2 separate regions of the Mus musculus genome follow, and region 2 is linked to region 1. Evidence: chromatin contacts called from public promoter capture Hi-C data. All regions are on one chromosome and are shown on one strand. The core of a region is the stretch at or near the end of the contact, and the rest is flanking DNA. Distances in the headings are between cores, read along the strand shown. Region 1 holds the start of Trafd1 (TRAF type zinc finger domain containing 1). Region 2 overlaps Hectd4 (HECT domain E3 ubiquitin protein ligase 4).

Evidence for each region. Promoter capture Hi-C pulls out the DNA fragments that hold promoters and counts their contacts.
Region 2: a contact with region 1 is called in a promoter capture Hi-C map of embryonic stem cells. The contact joins the enhancer-like site here to the promoter of Trafd1 in region 1. A contact is called at or near these places in 19 of 39 promoter capture datasets (the 3T3-L1 cell line, 3T3-L1-derived adipocytes, the HPC-7 cell line and 11 more), 9 of 484 Hi-C or Micro-C datasets (CD4 T cells, CD4 single positive thymocytes, CD8 T cells and 5 more), 3 of 115 datasets of contacts at active chromatin or transcription factors (the SCID.adh cell line, embryonic stem cells and forebrain) and 3 of 9 other capture datasets (adipose tissue, liver and pancreatic islet).

The regions. Positions count from the first base shown.
Region 1 is chr5:121,380,698-121,387,693 of GRCm38.p6, forward strand. Trafd1 (TRAF type zinc finger domain containing 1) reads right to left here and starts at 4,918. Exons shown (of 12, transcript NM_001163470.1): 1 at 4,828-4,918; 2 at 3,343-3,407. The coding sequence starts at 3,389. It overlaps Gm42020 (predicted gene, 42020), which reads left to right and starts at 4,816. Exons shown (of 2, transcript NR_168130.1): 1 at 4,816-5,147; 2 at 5,777-6,193.
Region 2 is chr5:121,326,844-121,334,257 of GRCm38.p6, forward strand. Hectd4 (HECT domain E3 ubiquitin protein ligase 4) reads left to right here. Exons shown (of 76, transcript NM_181421.4): 46 at 1,242-1,403; 47 at 1,520-1,668; 48 at 2,222-2,301; 49 at 2,615-2,778; 50 at 4,833-5,070; 51 at 6,079-6,215; 52 at 6,580-6,706. Among named protein-coding and RNA genes, the nearest start is that of Gm24671, 26 kb to the right of the region's middle. Within about 2 kb of position 3,823, at least 91 of the 459 cell types and tissues checked have an H3K27ac peak or open chromatin away from gene starts, as enhancers often do. A contact at or near this core is called in CD4 single positive thymocytes, CD8 T cells, bone marrow-derived macrophages and 2 more, where this site is marked.

The sequences.
Region 1 (6,996 bases), core at 3,668-6,167:
CTCTATGTGGACCAGGGCTGGCCACAAACTCATAACAAATCCATCCACTTGCCTCTGCCTCCCAAGTGTTAGAATCAAAGGTGTGGCCACCATACCTGGCTCAAAGACCAACAGTTTTATTAGATGTACTACTGACGTTGTGTATAAATGTTTTGCCTACATGTATGTATGTGCTCCACATGCATGCAGTACCCATAGAGGCCAGAAGAGGGCATCAGATCCCCTGGAACTGGATTTATGGATGCTTTGAGCCACAGTGTGGGAACTGAACCCTGGGAAAACTGAGCCTAGGTGCCCTGGAAGAGCAACGGGTGCTCAAGTGCTCTTACCCACCAAACCATCTATCCAGCCCCAAAAAAAACTTTTACAAAAGATGTAGTTAATACTCTTACACGCATGCATACATGGGGATGTGCACAGGAGAGCTGGTGCCGAGAGGCCAGAGGCATCCGATTCCACCTACAGCTTGAGTTATAGGTGACTGTGAGCCACCAGATGTGGGTGCTAGGAACTGAACTTGGGTCCTCTGCTGGAGTAGTAGCAGCTCGTAACCACTGAGCCATCTCTACAGCACCCCCAGAGCAGCTTTCAAAACCTGCAGTGTGAATAGTTCCTCAGACAGGCCGGTGTAGCTAGGTCTGTCGTCCACGCTAAGCTGCTAAGCTGCTTTTCTTCTGTACGTTGCTCTGCACCAGGTAACCTTGTTCTCACTAGCTCCTGCACTGTGCCTTCTGAATCCCTTAGCAGTTATTTATACACTGTCCCAGACTCCTTCGAATGACAACAGACTGGGAATCAGGATGGCTCAGCCACATGCCATTTTGCTTCTCAAGTGACATTTTCTTATTTTATCCACATCAATGGTGACAAAGCCACTGACTTATGCAGACATGCAAATGACACTTGGGGACTCTCTGAAGTGGCAAGCAGGGAGCACCAGTGAAAAGCTACTCTCTAAACTATGCCCTTCAGCCACCCACGAGGGCAGGGCGAGCAACGGAGCTCTGCTCAAACTCCCCATCAGCAGGGCAGTCTCCCCCACCAGTGTCTCCCCACTACACCACGTGGTAAGGGAAGCCCAAAACCAACTGCTGCACTGCGCTTACTTAGTGGGTACAGCGCTTGCTATGCTAGCTTGAGGACCTGTGTTCAGATCCCCGGGCACATGTAAATGCCAGGAGTCACGGCAGAGACAGGCAGACTCAGGGCTCATGGCCAACCAGTTTTGCTGAAATGGCAAGCCACACTCTCACACATGTGCATGCATGCACACAAACGGAATACACAGTTCTTTCTCCGTTAGTTTTAAGTAAGAGCATTACAAGGCTGGAGAGATGGCAGAGCCCTGGCTGCTTCTCCAGAGGTCCTGAGTTCAATTCCCAGCAACTGCATGATGGCTCACAACCATCTGTAATGGGATCTGATGCTCTCTTCTTGCCTATGGATGTACAATGTATATGCAGCAGAGCACTCATACATTTAAAAAAAAAAAAAAAGCAAATCTTAAGGGAAGAAAAGAGCCTGGATCTGACACCCTCACACAGACATATGTGCAGATAAAACACAATGCACATGAAGTAAAGGAATAAATAAATCATAAAAAAGAGAGAAGAGAGAGAATTAGTAGACCCAGGACCAGTGATGCAAGCCTGTGATGCGAGCACTCGGGAGGCTCAGGCAGGAGGGAGGACCCGGAGCTATACTAGCCTACGAACCAAATGTACAGCTATTCTGGGGCTACCCACCTTGTAGGCTACAGCAAAATCTTGTCTCCAAGGAAGAATACCAAGCCAAACTAAGTAAAATGCAGCATGTACCAGCAGGAAAACAGCAAGATAAATTCCTGAAGAAGCCACATCAGGCCCCGCAGGTAAAGATGCTTCCTAGACCCGAGTCCTGCACAGTCTCCTGAGCACAGCTCGTATGCCCTCCCACTCACAGGCAGCATAGCGGTGCACACGCATGCTGTCAGTCCTCAGGTGGACTGCTGAGAAGCCCTGGGTCCCCTCCCCACCCCTGAGAAAGACCAGTTACTACTGTCACTACATATGGCGGCTCCCAGTGCTTGGAAGGTAAGACAGAAGGTCTTCAAATTAGGTCATCTTTACTCTGGAGCCCACATATCCAGTCCCAGGCTAGCCTGGGCTATGTAGGAAGGCCCTGCCTTAAAACACCCCCCACAACAAAAAACGGAAAGAAAGAAAAAGTTCGTCCTGAGCTGCTCAGCAAATTTTTCCATCACTACACATAGAGCCAGGTCAGGAAGACTCCGTCCCAGGCACCCCAAGACAGCCTCGTGACCACTGAGGGAAGTCCTTCCTTCTACAACACTGGCAAGACACATGTGGATCTCTATGAAGCTCAATGACAGCTTGGTCTCAAGCAAACGAACAAAAATGACCACACTTTTTTTGGACATATGAAAAGCATCAGTTCTCAGCCAGTGCTGGCACACACCTTTAATCCTGGCGCTGGGGACCCAGAGGCAGGTAAATATCCCTAGGAGTTATCAAGGGCACAGGGTGAGTCTACAAAGTGAGATCCAGGACAGCCAGGGCTACCCAGAGAAAGAGGGTCTCTGGGGAAGAAAAGTCATCTTATATGTGAATAAGGGCTGAGGGTAGCTCATTGGCTGAGCTGGCCACAGGACTGTCTGCTGTCCCTACCACTACCCACCCCCACTCCCAAAGAAGGTGAGTGAGAGTCCAAACCACTCCAGTATTGCTTGTTTGGTTTTTAAGAAGGGTCTCCCTATATAGCAAACTGTAGATCAGACTGGCCTGGAACTCACAAAGATCCTCCTGTCTCTGCCTTCTGAGTGCTGGGACTCAGGTGTGCACTGCCACGCCTAGCTAAGTATCTTTAAAAAAAAAAGTTTTATTTCTTTTATTTTATGTGTATGGATGTTTTGCCTGCATACGTGTCTGTGTCCCTGGTGTCCAGAGAGGCCAGAGGCTATTGGATCTCATGTAAAACGAGTTCCAGAGATTTGTCAGCTACCACTGGACACTGGAAACCAAACCTGGGTCCTCTGAAAGAGCAGGCAGTGCCCTTAACCACTGAGCCACTCCTCCGGCCCTGGACCCATCTTATTAAGTTATTAAAGACAGAACAGAGCCCCCAAGTCCCAGTTTTATCATTCCACTCCCTCTTCTACCCAGAGAAATCTTCCTGCCAAATTCTAAACAAGCCATTTGCCCAAATGATTAAAAGGCTGTAGTTACAGTGACTTGCATAGTTTAGAATCACATACGGCCAATAAACACAATACAGCCTGCCAATAAACCACCCAAGTCTTTACAGAGCTGGCTTGTCCTCAAACCATGGGATTCTATGTCTTACCAGTTGTCACACAGCCTAGAAGCCTGGTCATCTCGAAACTCGGCCATCTCAGCTCTTCCTGAAAACTGCAAAGGAACAGGTATCACTTTCTGTTTCATTTCTGCTCTCGGGATGACAAGCAAAAGAAGAAAAACCTAGGGTATTCCTTTTCATTGCCTTTTCATTTTCAATTTAAAAAAATAGACTTACAAAATGTTGCCCCCCCAAGCCTTAAAATACAAAGAATTCCCTTATGCCCTTCACCCAACTTCAGTAAAAGTTAATGTTATTAAACCCTAATTCTTTTTTTTTTTTAAATTAAATGTAACCAATCCTCAGGCCTTCTTCAAATGTCAGTGAGGAGACCACTATCCCCCTTCTTGGTTCAGTTTCAGTCCTGGGTGACATAAAGCTCTTAGATGTTACTACTTACTCTAATTTGAAAGCTCTCTCTCGTGTCTAATCTCTCACAGCCTTGATCGGCTAATTAGTACCTTAATCAGAGCCTGCTAGCGAAGACTGGCAGTTACTAAGAGTTTCTAGCTACTGGCTAGCTATTTTGTAATCAATCCTTCCATTTGGGGGCGGGGGTTGTCTGGTGTTTTCTTGGACTAAATTCAGGCTCTACACATTTGGCAGGAGTATTCATCAAACTAGCAGGGGCTCAAGCGATACGGGGCTCTGTGTTCCCTGACCAGGCATAAAACTGGGCATGATGGTACATGCCTGTAAATTTACCACTAGGGATATAGAGACAGAAGAATCACAAGTTCAAAACCATCTTGGCGACTTAGTCAGTTCAAGGCCAACGTGGGATGGATTCGACCCTAGTTCCAAAAAAAAAAAAAAAAAAAAGCAAAACCAAATGTAAGCAGAGCGCTAATATTGGACATCTTATCAAATGGTACGACACTGCCTACTTAGGTGTTTCTCCTCGGTCAAATCTGAGGCCCTCCCACCCGGGCTCGCAGGGCAAGAGCAGTCAGCTCCAGCCCTTTCTCTCGCTTCCCGTCCAGGATACAAGGCAGCTCCGATGTTTACATCACTCCTTCCCACGACACAGAAATAGACTTCGGCACCGACTGCTAACAAAGCGGCAGGCTGATCTGGACACTGTCAAGTCACCCGCCAGCAGCCTCAGCGCCCGGGCAAACTGACACTGTTTAACGAATCCAAGAGTCCAGTGTAGCAAAGCCCGGAAACCAAGCAAAGGTTCGTTTTCAATAACCTAAGGTGAGTGTCTGCGGGAAAGCACACAGACAAAGAGGGCGGCGGGACGGACAGACAGACCTCTAGCGACGGCAGGGAAGACTCAGCAAACCGGGAGGCCGGGGGAGGCGGAGGCAGGCCGGGCCACACGCCACCGCGGCGCCTCGGGGAGCGGCCGCTCTGCGCTCCGCGGGCCCGGGCGGTTGGAGCGGGCCGAGCCTCCGCCTCCCGCCGCGAGCCTGCGTCACCGCCGCCACCTCCCGCCCCGCCCCGCCCCACCCCGCCGCCCCCGTTCACCTCCGAGCCCAGCGGGAACAGCACCGCCACCGCCGCCTCCGCCGCCCGGAGCCAACAACCGCCCAGCTGCCCAGCCGCTTCCCACCGTCGCCGAGGGCCACGCCCATTGGCCAGCCGTGGGGCCCTGATGGAAGTCCATTGGACCACAGCGCTGCCGTTTCCTCGGGTCCGCCTCCTCATCCTCCATTGGCTCACAGCTCAGGGGGCAGGTTCCGAGGGTCATTTCTCCGCTCCCCACACACACACCTCTGGAAGCGGTGGCATCTACATTGATTGCTAGGATGATGCAGGGCAAACGTGCAGATGAGCCTACGATGACGGTGGGTGGCGTTTGCGCTCTGTCATGGGCCATTAATACCCACACCTTGTCATCCTTGTCATCCTTGTCATGAACGCTTCCTCCTGCCACACCTCTTCGAGGTGTCAGAGATTCCGATGTGCCAGCCAGGGTCTCCTTGCCGGACCTGGTGGCTTCTTCCTGCACCTCCTACCTCATGGATACAAAGGGGCGGGGGGGGGGGGCGGGATTCTAAATCTAAGCTGGCGTGTAAACTGCAAACAACATACAGCTGTGGGACTGGAGAGACACGTCTCCACGGCTAAGAACGCTTGCTACTCTTGGAGAGTTTGGTGTTCAGCACCCACAACAGGTGTTTCAGAACCCCCTGTAAGTCCAGCTGTAAGTCAGGGTATCAAGAGATTAATCATCTCATCACCATCATCTCATCATCATCGTCGTCGTCATCATCGTCATCATCTTAACAAAAGCAGAGCACAGAGGCCCATGCTTTTAATCCCAACATTTTGTCCTCAACTGCCTATGTAGTAAGGATCACCTTAAACTCAATCAATATCCTCCTGCCTCCATCCCCGCCAGTGCTGTTTTTGCAGGCTGAGGCTACCGCATCCAGCTAATTGCCACATGCTTTTATTTCCCTCAATATTTTAGGGAACTGCGGGCTCACTGCTGGCTCTGCGACTGCTGCGGGTGCCCGTGTTTCTGTTTTGTTTGGGGCTTTGGTTGTTTTGAACTAGCAAACTGTTTCTGAACGCGATGGCATCGTTTAAAGTTCCCATTGGGAGTGGAAGAAAGTTCCAGATGCCCCCCCCCCACGTGTTCCCAGGGTGATATAAATACATCCTGAAGAAATAAACAAGAGAATGGCAGTCGTGTCTCCTGGAAACAACTCACAGTCCTCGATGTGAAAGTGACTCAGAGGCTCCTCTGGAGTTTACTGGGGGAGGAAAGGACAACTCAAGAGGAGGACAAACAGCGCGGAAATGCTGAGTTACCTCAGCTTCTGCCTCCTGCCTCCACCTTGGCTTAAAATTTTGGGTTTGTTAAAAATTAAAGATTTTGGCTCGGCATGGTAGCACACGCCTTTTACCCCCCTCCCTCCCAGCTCTGGAGAGGCAGAGGCAAGTGGATCTCTGTGAGTTCGAGGCCATCCTAGTCTACAGAGGGAGTTCCAGGACAGCCAGGGCTACACCGAGAATCCCTGTCTTAACTATTTCATACATCCTGTGTGAAAATGTCATGATGGAAGCATGTGCTACTAAAAGCACTTAAAATGAATAAGATTTGGTCGTGGATGTCCCCCTGTCTCCACACGTGTAGCAGATTAACTGAATCTGAATGTCCTAATCTAAACATCCCCTCTGGGCTCAGACAGTTTCCACACTGACTTTGGAATTTTGGATAAAGCCCCAAGGGAGGTGGTGCCCTGCCCTCTGAGCCCAGCCAAGCTCCAGGCTTTGCCAGGCTGGGGGAGGGGAGCCCCTTATCCTTGCAAAGCCTGGCATTACTACCACCACCACCCCCTTCACGCCCACCTTCCCAACCCCTGCCTCAGCTCCTGGCTCAGCCTCTCCCTGACCGGAAGCTTCCTGTGCTGGTACTTGCCACTAGACCCTTCCCTTCCTCCCTCTGTGGATCCCAGCAGCTGCTGAAATTCACCGATCCCTGGCCTGAGGCCCTGCTTGTCCTAGGGCCTCATGGAAGAGGCCCCATACTTGCTGAATTAGATCAAGTTGTGCATGGCTTTTAACTCTAGCTTCTCCCACTTGATGGTTTGGGGTTTGCTGCTTCCTGATAGACAGTAAACTTTACCCACGGGGGTGGTGGGGGGGGGGAGGACTGGGAGGGAGCGGCTGGAGAGATGGCTCAGC
Region 2 (7,414 bases), core at 2,573-5,072, 55 kb before region 1:
CTGAGCTAAGATGGTACTGTGCATCCGTGTGACTGGGTGAGGATGAGCATGACGAGAGAGAAATGTTGTTTAAAGAGAAAACCAAGATCACAGGGCCCCCAATGGAGGAGCTAGAGAAAGTACCCAAGGAGCTAAAGGGATCTGCAACCCTATAGGTGGAACAACATTATGAACTAACCAGTACCCCGGAGCTCTTGACTCTAGCTGCATATGTATCAAAAGATGGCCTAGTCGGCCATCACTGGAAAGAGAGGCCCATTGGACTTGCAAACTTTATATGCCCCAGTACAGGGGAACGCCAGGGCCAAAAAATGGGAGTGGGCGGGTAGGGGAGTGGGGGGGAGGGTATGGGGGACTTTTGGGATAGCATTGGAAATGTAAATAAGGAAAATACCTAATAAAAATAAAATAAAATAAAATAAAATAAAATAAAATAAAATAAAAAGAGAAAACCAAAGAGCAGCTTCAGGAGCCTGTGAAGTAGCCGTGGGAAGATGAGCAGCTGCGGCTCAGGGCTCACCTCGGTGGGGCGGGCACAAAGAAGCTTGCCCCACCTTCCTCCCTTCCCTTCCCTTCCCTCCCCTTCCCTTCCCTTCCCTTCCCTTCCCTTCCCTTCCCTTCCCTTCCCTTCCCTTCCCTTCCTTCTTTCTTTTTTCTTTTTAAAAATAAAAACAAAATCAAAAACAAGTTCTCATTGAGACTTTAGAAAACAAAACAAAACCATAAAGTGTTCATGCTAAGTGTGGTGGCGCATGCCTTTAATCCTGAGCATGCAGAAGGCAGAGGCAGGATGATCTCTGTGAATTCGAGGCCAGCCTAGTCTGCAGAGTGAGTTCCAGGATAGCCAGAGCTACACAGAGAAACCCTGTCTCGAAAAACCAAAACCAAAAACATAAAGCTTCTCTTAAGATTTATTTTTACTTTTTGTGTCTGGTGTCTCTCCTGCCATGTGCATGCAGTGTCTGAGACCAGAAAGCTCCCAGTGCTCTCGCCCCTGAGCCAGAAGACAGACTTGCATAATGTATGATGGTGATGCACAGGGAGGGTGTCATTGAATGAGACCCCATGAGTAGCAGGTGTAAGACTTTGGAGTCCATTCCCAGCATTATAACAAAAATGCAAAAGAGAAAAGAGAACCCAAATTTTGATCATATCAGATAGAAATTATTTTCTTCTCTGAGAGACTAATGAGATTTATCTGCTTTGTTGAGTGGAATCCTCCCTTTTGTCCCCAATTGCAGCCCAAAGAGATCACCTGGAGCCCTTCTCGAGTGTTCCCTCCAGTTCGTGCCTGCATGTTCTCATCTCACCTCACCTCTGTGACCTTCCTGGCTGACCCCAGCGCTGGAGGAGGTCTTCCCCGGGGCACATTCATCTATGCCACCTCGCCCTTGCCTGTTCAGGTGAGAAGGTTCCTGTCGACCTGCCTTTTCTCACACCTCTGACCGGAAAGACGCGGCAGGTGCTAGGCCTGGCCACCAGTTCCCTCTGACATCACCCTCTGCTGCCGTCTCTTCAGGCCCCATCTTTCTACTGGGAAATTGAGATTGTTTCCTATGGAGACACTGATGATGACACTGGACCAATCGTCTCATTTGGCTTCGCTACAGAAGCTGAGAAGCGAGATGGGGCATGGACCAATCCAGTGGGCACTTGCCTCTTCCACAAGTAAGGAAAAGTGCTGCCCAGCATGGGTGGGCTCGCCTTTATCCCAGCATTCAGGAGGTGGCCAATCGTTGTGAGTTTGAGGGCCACCTGGTCTGTTAGTAAGTTCCAGGCTAGCCAGGGCTGCATAGTGATACCCTTTCATGGATCAGGATTCCAGGGAGAGTGACTTCCCATAGGTGTTATGGGTATTCAGGGAACCAAAGTGGGGCTGTGTGACTGAGGAAATGTGGAGAGAAAGTGATATTTTTCTCTCTGGTGCTTGTGTTCCTCCCCATGGTTCCTTCCTTGTAGCCCTGCAGCAGGAGTGCGTCTTTCTTCTTTCCATTCCGTTCTGAATTCACATACCATGCTGCTGCTCTGCAGACTGGTGTCTGTTGAGCTGTTATCCTCAAGCAACAGCAGAGTAGCCTCAAGCCAAGTGTGGACCTTGCTAGTTGGAATGTTTGGGAAAGCATTGCTCTTGACTGCGGGGGTTCCTTCCTTGCTGGCCCCTGCCTTCTCTCCCTCCTTCCCTCCACGAGTCTCAGCCTTGACTTTCTTGTTCTCCTTTCAGCAATGGCCGAGCTGTACACTACAATGGCTCCAGTCTACTGCAGTGGAAGAGCGTCCGCTTAGATGTCACACTCTCTCCTGGTCAGTGCGGTGGGGCCTTCTTACCCTGCATGCTTCTGTGGGTGCCAGCCTTGGACCTAAATGGTTTAAAGTTAAATAAACTTAGCAATTGGAAATGGGTCATCTGTCATTGAGTAAAAAGTAAACACTTGCCCTTGTCGTCTGAGTTTTATACCACAGCTCTCATATTCTGAAGCCATTCCCTTAGAGCCTCTATCTTGTAACTCAGGGGACAGATGGGGCTGCTTTTGGCTCTCATCGCATAATTGCATATTAGAAGGTCACCTGATAGTAAACTGGGAAATAGTAAACTGTATCCTGCTTTCTGCTGTAGGCGATGTGGCAGGAATCGGCTGGGAGAGGACCGAGGGGACTCCACCTCCTCCAGGGCAGCCAGCCAAAGGTCGGGTGTACTTCACATACTGCGGGCAGCGCCTCACACCATACCTAGAAGATGTCTCTGGTGGCATGTGGCCTGTGGTTCACATTCAGAAAAAGGCAAGTCACATTGATAGGAGAGAAGAACAAATTGTTTTCAGAAATAAATCCTGACCAGAAAGGGAAAGAAAGGGCTTTGGTATAACTATTCCTGCACAGTGACGGGCACAGGCAGCCAGGGTGAGTGTGCTTCCTTCCTGGTGGACCCTGCAGGCTTGCATCTTCTGAGCTGTGTCCAGAGCTTGGTGTGGACTTGCGCTCAGCTCCCCTGAGCCATCCTTCCTTAACGAGGAAGGGAGCACTGCTGAAATGTCTGAAAATAGCTTGTAGTCACAGAGAATGGCAGATCCTCAGAGGGTTCTCTGGGGAAGACTCACAAGTTCAGCACTCCTCTTCCCCAGCACCCAACACAAACACAGTCACACACGCAGTCACACACACACCTACACTCATATGCTCACATACAAACATACATACATACATACATACATACATACATATATACAAACATATACACACAGTCTGTCTGTCTGTCTGTCTGTCTGTCTGTCTCTGTCTCTTAAACGCGTTCTCACGACCGGCCAGGAAGAACACAACAAACCAGAATCTTCTGTGGCAAAACTTTATTGCTTACATCTTCAGGAGCCAGGAGCGCAAGCCCCAAGCCCCAAAAACGAAAGCCCCCCCCCCCCCCCCCCGCTTACATCTTTAGGAGCCAGAGCGTCAGAGCGCCAGAGCGCAGAGCAAGAGAGAGAATGGCGGAAACCCCGTCCCCTTTAAGGAGAATTATCCTTCGCCTAGGACGCATCACTCCCTGATTGGCTGCAGCCCATGGCCGAGTTGACGTCACGGGAAAGGCAGAGTACATGTAGTGGAAAAATACCCTTGGCACATGCGCAGATTATTTGTTTACCACTTAGAACACAGGATGTCAGCGCCATCTTGTGACGGCGAATGTGGGGGCGGCTCCCAACATCTGTCTCTCTCTCTCTCTCTCTCTCTCTCTCTCTCTCTCACACACACACACACACACACACACACATACACACAGGCTGCTGTTGACTTTGAAGGAGCACCTAGGGAAGCCTGCTGCTCTGTCCGGCATTGTTACTGGTGACATGCTGCAGCCCCTCATCTTCATGCACTCCACAGTCCATAGCCAGATGCCCATCCTCATGAACTCAGCAGGAGTCAGCAGCAGGACACAGGTTCAAAGCAGAGAAAGCTGCTTCTCTGGGCTTCCTGTCTCAGGAGAAGGCATTTCTCTCCATGTCCCATGCTTTCATTCACTCAACAGATGTTTACCCAGCATCTGTGTGTGAGCAACATGTTGAACTTAGGCAGAGTACAAGGCATTGATGCTGTCTGTCTCTGTCACGCTGTAATCAATTGGAGCAACTAGACATTAGTCAGATAATCACAAGAACATGTGGGTGTAATCACAAAGTAATAAATCCTTAGAGTGAGGATCTAGTCTCTAAGTGCCAAGCATATCCCTGCCCTCTGCAGTCCTGGTGTGTAAGCTAAGCCTGGAGCTCTCCATTGTCTCAGTGGGAAGAGTGGGAAGAGTGTCCCAGGCGCAGAGAGAGGAGCAGCATGCAGTGCTGTTGGGTAGAGCACAGCCACTGGCCCGTGCGGTGCTGCAGCCTTGTAAGTCAGTTCTTGAGAGCCAAGTCAAGACTGATGGAGCTGGAGAGATGTTCCTCTAGCTAACACTAGTCCCAAGGGATTCCACATTCTTTTCTGGCATTCTCTAGGCACCAGCCACACATGCGATGTACAGCATACATATGGGCAAAATTTTCGCACACATTAAATAAATAAAAGAGGATGGTTATTAAGAGTCTGAGGCTAGCCTGGGCTACATAGCAAAACCCTGTCTGTCGACCAGGAGAGGGTAAGATATCAGATACAGTGAGTGGCAAGGAACCCGAGCACATGTGAAGGGAGGGCCGGAGGGGCAGACAGCCACACAACACAGCGCTCCAGGCACAGCTCACACAAGCCTACTCTGGGCTTGCTTCTCCTGCCTGCCCACTGAAGTGTACTTTATTGTTTGTAAATCCAACAGAAAGAAAGAAAATCTAGATAAATCCTTTATTTGCTCTTTCTAGAACACAAAAACTCGAGCCAATTTTGGCTCCCGCCCATTTGCGTATGCTGAAGGACAGGCCCACCGAAATGCTGCCGACCTGTGCACTGACCTGGCAGAAGAGATCAGCGCTAACTTTGAGGCCTTGCCATTCGCCATGGCATCTGACAGTGACAACGATGCTGGCACCAGTATTGCATCAGACCCAGGCACTCATGGGCCGCCATGCCGGATTGCAGCAGTGGCCACAGCCCAGCAGCGTAAGCCTCTTCATTGCCTCACCCCACCCCCTGCTGCTAGTGCTGTTGGGACAAGTCCTCAATGCAGGGAGACAGTCTCAATAGAAAGACTTGGGAGAGGAGGCAGGTAAAACTGGAAGTGTGCCCACTCCACGGTGCTGACCCTGTAGGTGTGGGAGGTATAGTACAGGAAGCGAAGAGCCCAGACATTTATGTGAAATCACTTCACTTGACTGTGTTACTCATTTGTTTAAGTCACTTCTTATTAAAAATCTCTTTAAACTGAGCTCATCAAGTAATAATAAAATGGTAGAATTACAGACATGGGTAGAAAGCTATGTGCTACAATGTTTCCTGATCATGTAAAAAACTTATAATAAACCTCGGGTGATTTAGGCCTATAATCCCAGGTATTAGGGTGGCTGAAGCAGGAAGATAATAAACTCAAGGCCAGCCCCATCTCAACATTTAGATATATAGGCCAAGAGATACATAGAAACATGGCTAGATACATAGATAGATATATACACAGACCATAGAAGCATAGATAGGTAGATACACAGGTCATAGATGCCTAGATAGGTAGATACACAGACCATAGATGCATAGATAGGTAGATACACAGACCATAGATGCCTAGATAGGTAGATACACAGACCATAGATGCATAGATAGGTAGATACACAGGTCATAGATGCCTAGATAGGTAGATATACAGACCATAGATGCATAGATAGGTAGATACACAGACCATAGATGCCTCGATAGGTAGATACACAGACCATAGATGCATAGATAGGTAGATACACAGACCATAGATGCATAGATAGACAGATAGGTGGGTACATACATACATACACACACACACACACACACACATAGATATATAAATGCATAGATATATACATAGACAGACATACAGAGGCTGGGGACATATCTCAGTGGTAGAAGCCATGCCTAGAATGAACAAGACTCTATCCCTAGCCTTGTGAAAGAAGAGAGGAAAGAATGGATTGTGTTTTGTTACAGAATATGACAGTGACACCTCCTGCCACTATAAAGTAGAGCTCAGCTATGAGAATTTCATTACCTCAGGCCCAGACCCCCACCCACCTCCCATTGCGGATGATGAGAGTGATGATGACGACGATGATGACATCCCTCAGGTAAGACCCACAGCCTGGCTCATGGCTGGGACTTGGGACATGGCTATGTCCTTGTGTGAGGAGTTATCTCATCTCTCTGAAATGCCCATGAGTAGCCATGTCTGCTAGGCAGAGCTGCAAAGGTCCATGTGTTGCAAGGTGAAGGACCTTGATGGTAGCTCAGCAGGAACCCAAGCTGCAGTGAGAATGCTCCGGTGGCTGGGAAGACAGGGAAGAGCATGCCGGGAGGGATGGGGGAAGGAAGGAGAGGCGGCTGGGAGGGACCTGAGGGTCTGTGCTTAGGCCAGGCTTGAACAGGGAGGGCAGTTGCTTGCGGTAGAGCCACACGGCTCTTCCTCGGCTCATGAGCTCCCTTTCTGTACAGGAGGACCACTACGCCCTGCTGGTGAAAGCATGGGAGACCAAGGTTTTCCCTACCATCCGGAGACGCTTCCGCAATGAAGCCGAGCGAAAGTCGGGCCTAGACCAGATCAAGGGTGCTTTACAACTAGGTCTGCTGTGGTTTGTTCTCCTGAAGGGTCACTGAGATACGGTACAAGGAGAGACTCTCCTCAGATGGGACATCTGGCTTGATGGGTCTTATCCCATTTGTCACTGAACTCAGTGTCCTTTGCCTTCCTGTTTTGTTTTGTTTCCAAATCCGTGGATATGTCTTACTATCATTAATACGATAGTGCCGTTTCTGCTATAAAGTATAACTGAATCTCCTTCCTATGGGAAGAGACAAAGCAGCTGGATACTAGACAGGAGGGTTGAGAGTTCAAGACCATCCTGGGCCTTATAGTCACCCTGTCTCAAAAACAAAGCAAGCAAGCAAAGGCCCTGCAGGACATGAGTGGGTAGTAGGTGCTCAGCATCACTCTCTGCCTCTCTCAACAGTGTTTGTTGTAGCACAAGGATGGCAAGACAGAAACACACACTGCTCTCACACTCTCCTGCCTCCACAGTTGCCCTGTTGTTTGTTCTCCAGAGTTAGCTCAAGTTAAACGCCACCACAGTCCCGTGTCCTTGTTGGTAATCGTCCTGTCCTGAGGAACTCCGGCTCCTCCCACCCTGTTGCTGCCCTGGCTCAGGTGCTTTCGGACTTTGTCACACTGGGCAGGACAGACCTGTGGCCCTAGAAGTGACACAGTTAGTATCTAAACAGGGTACAAACTGTCCTCCCAGCCAGGGCACAGAATGCTCTGCATCCATCGGTT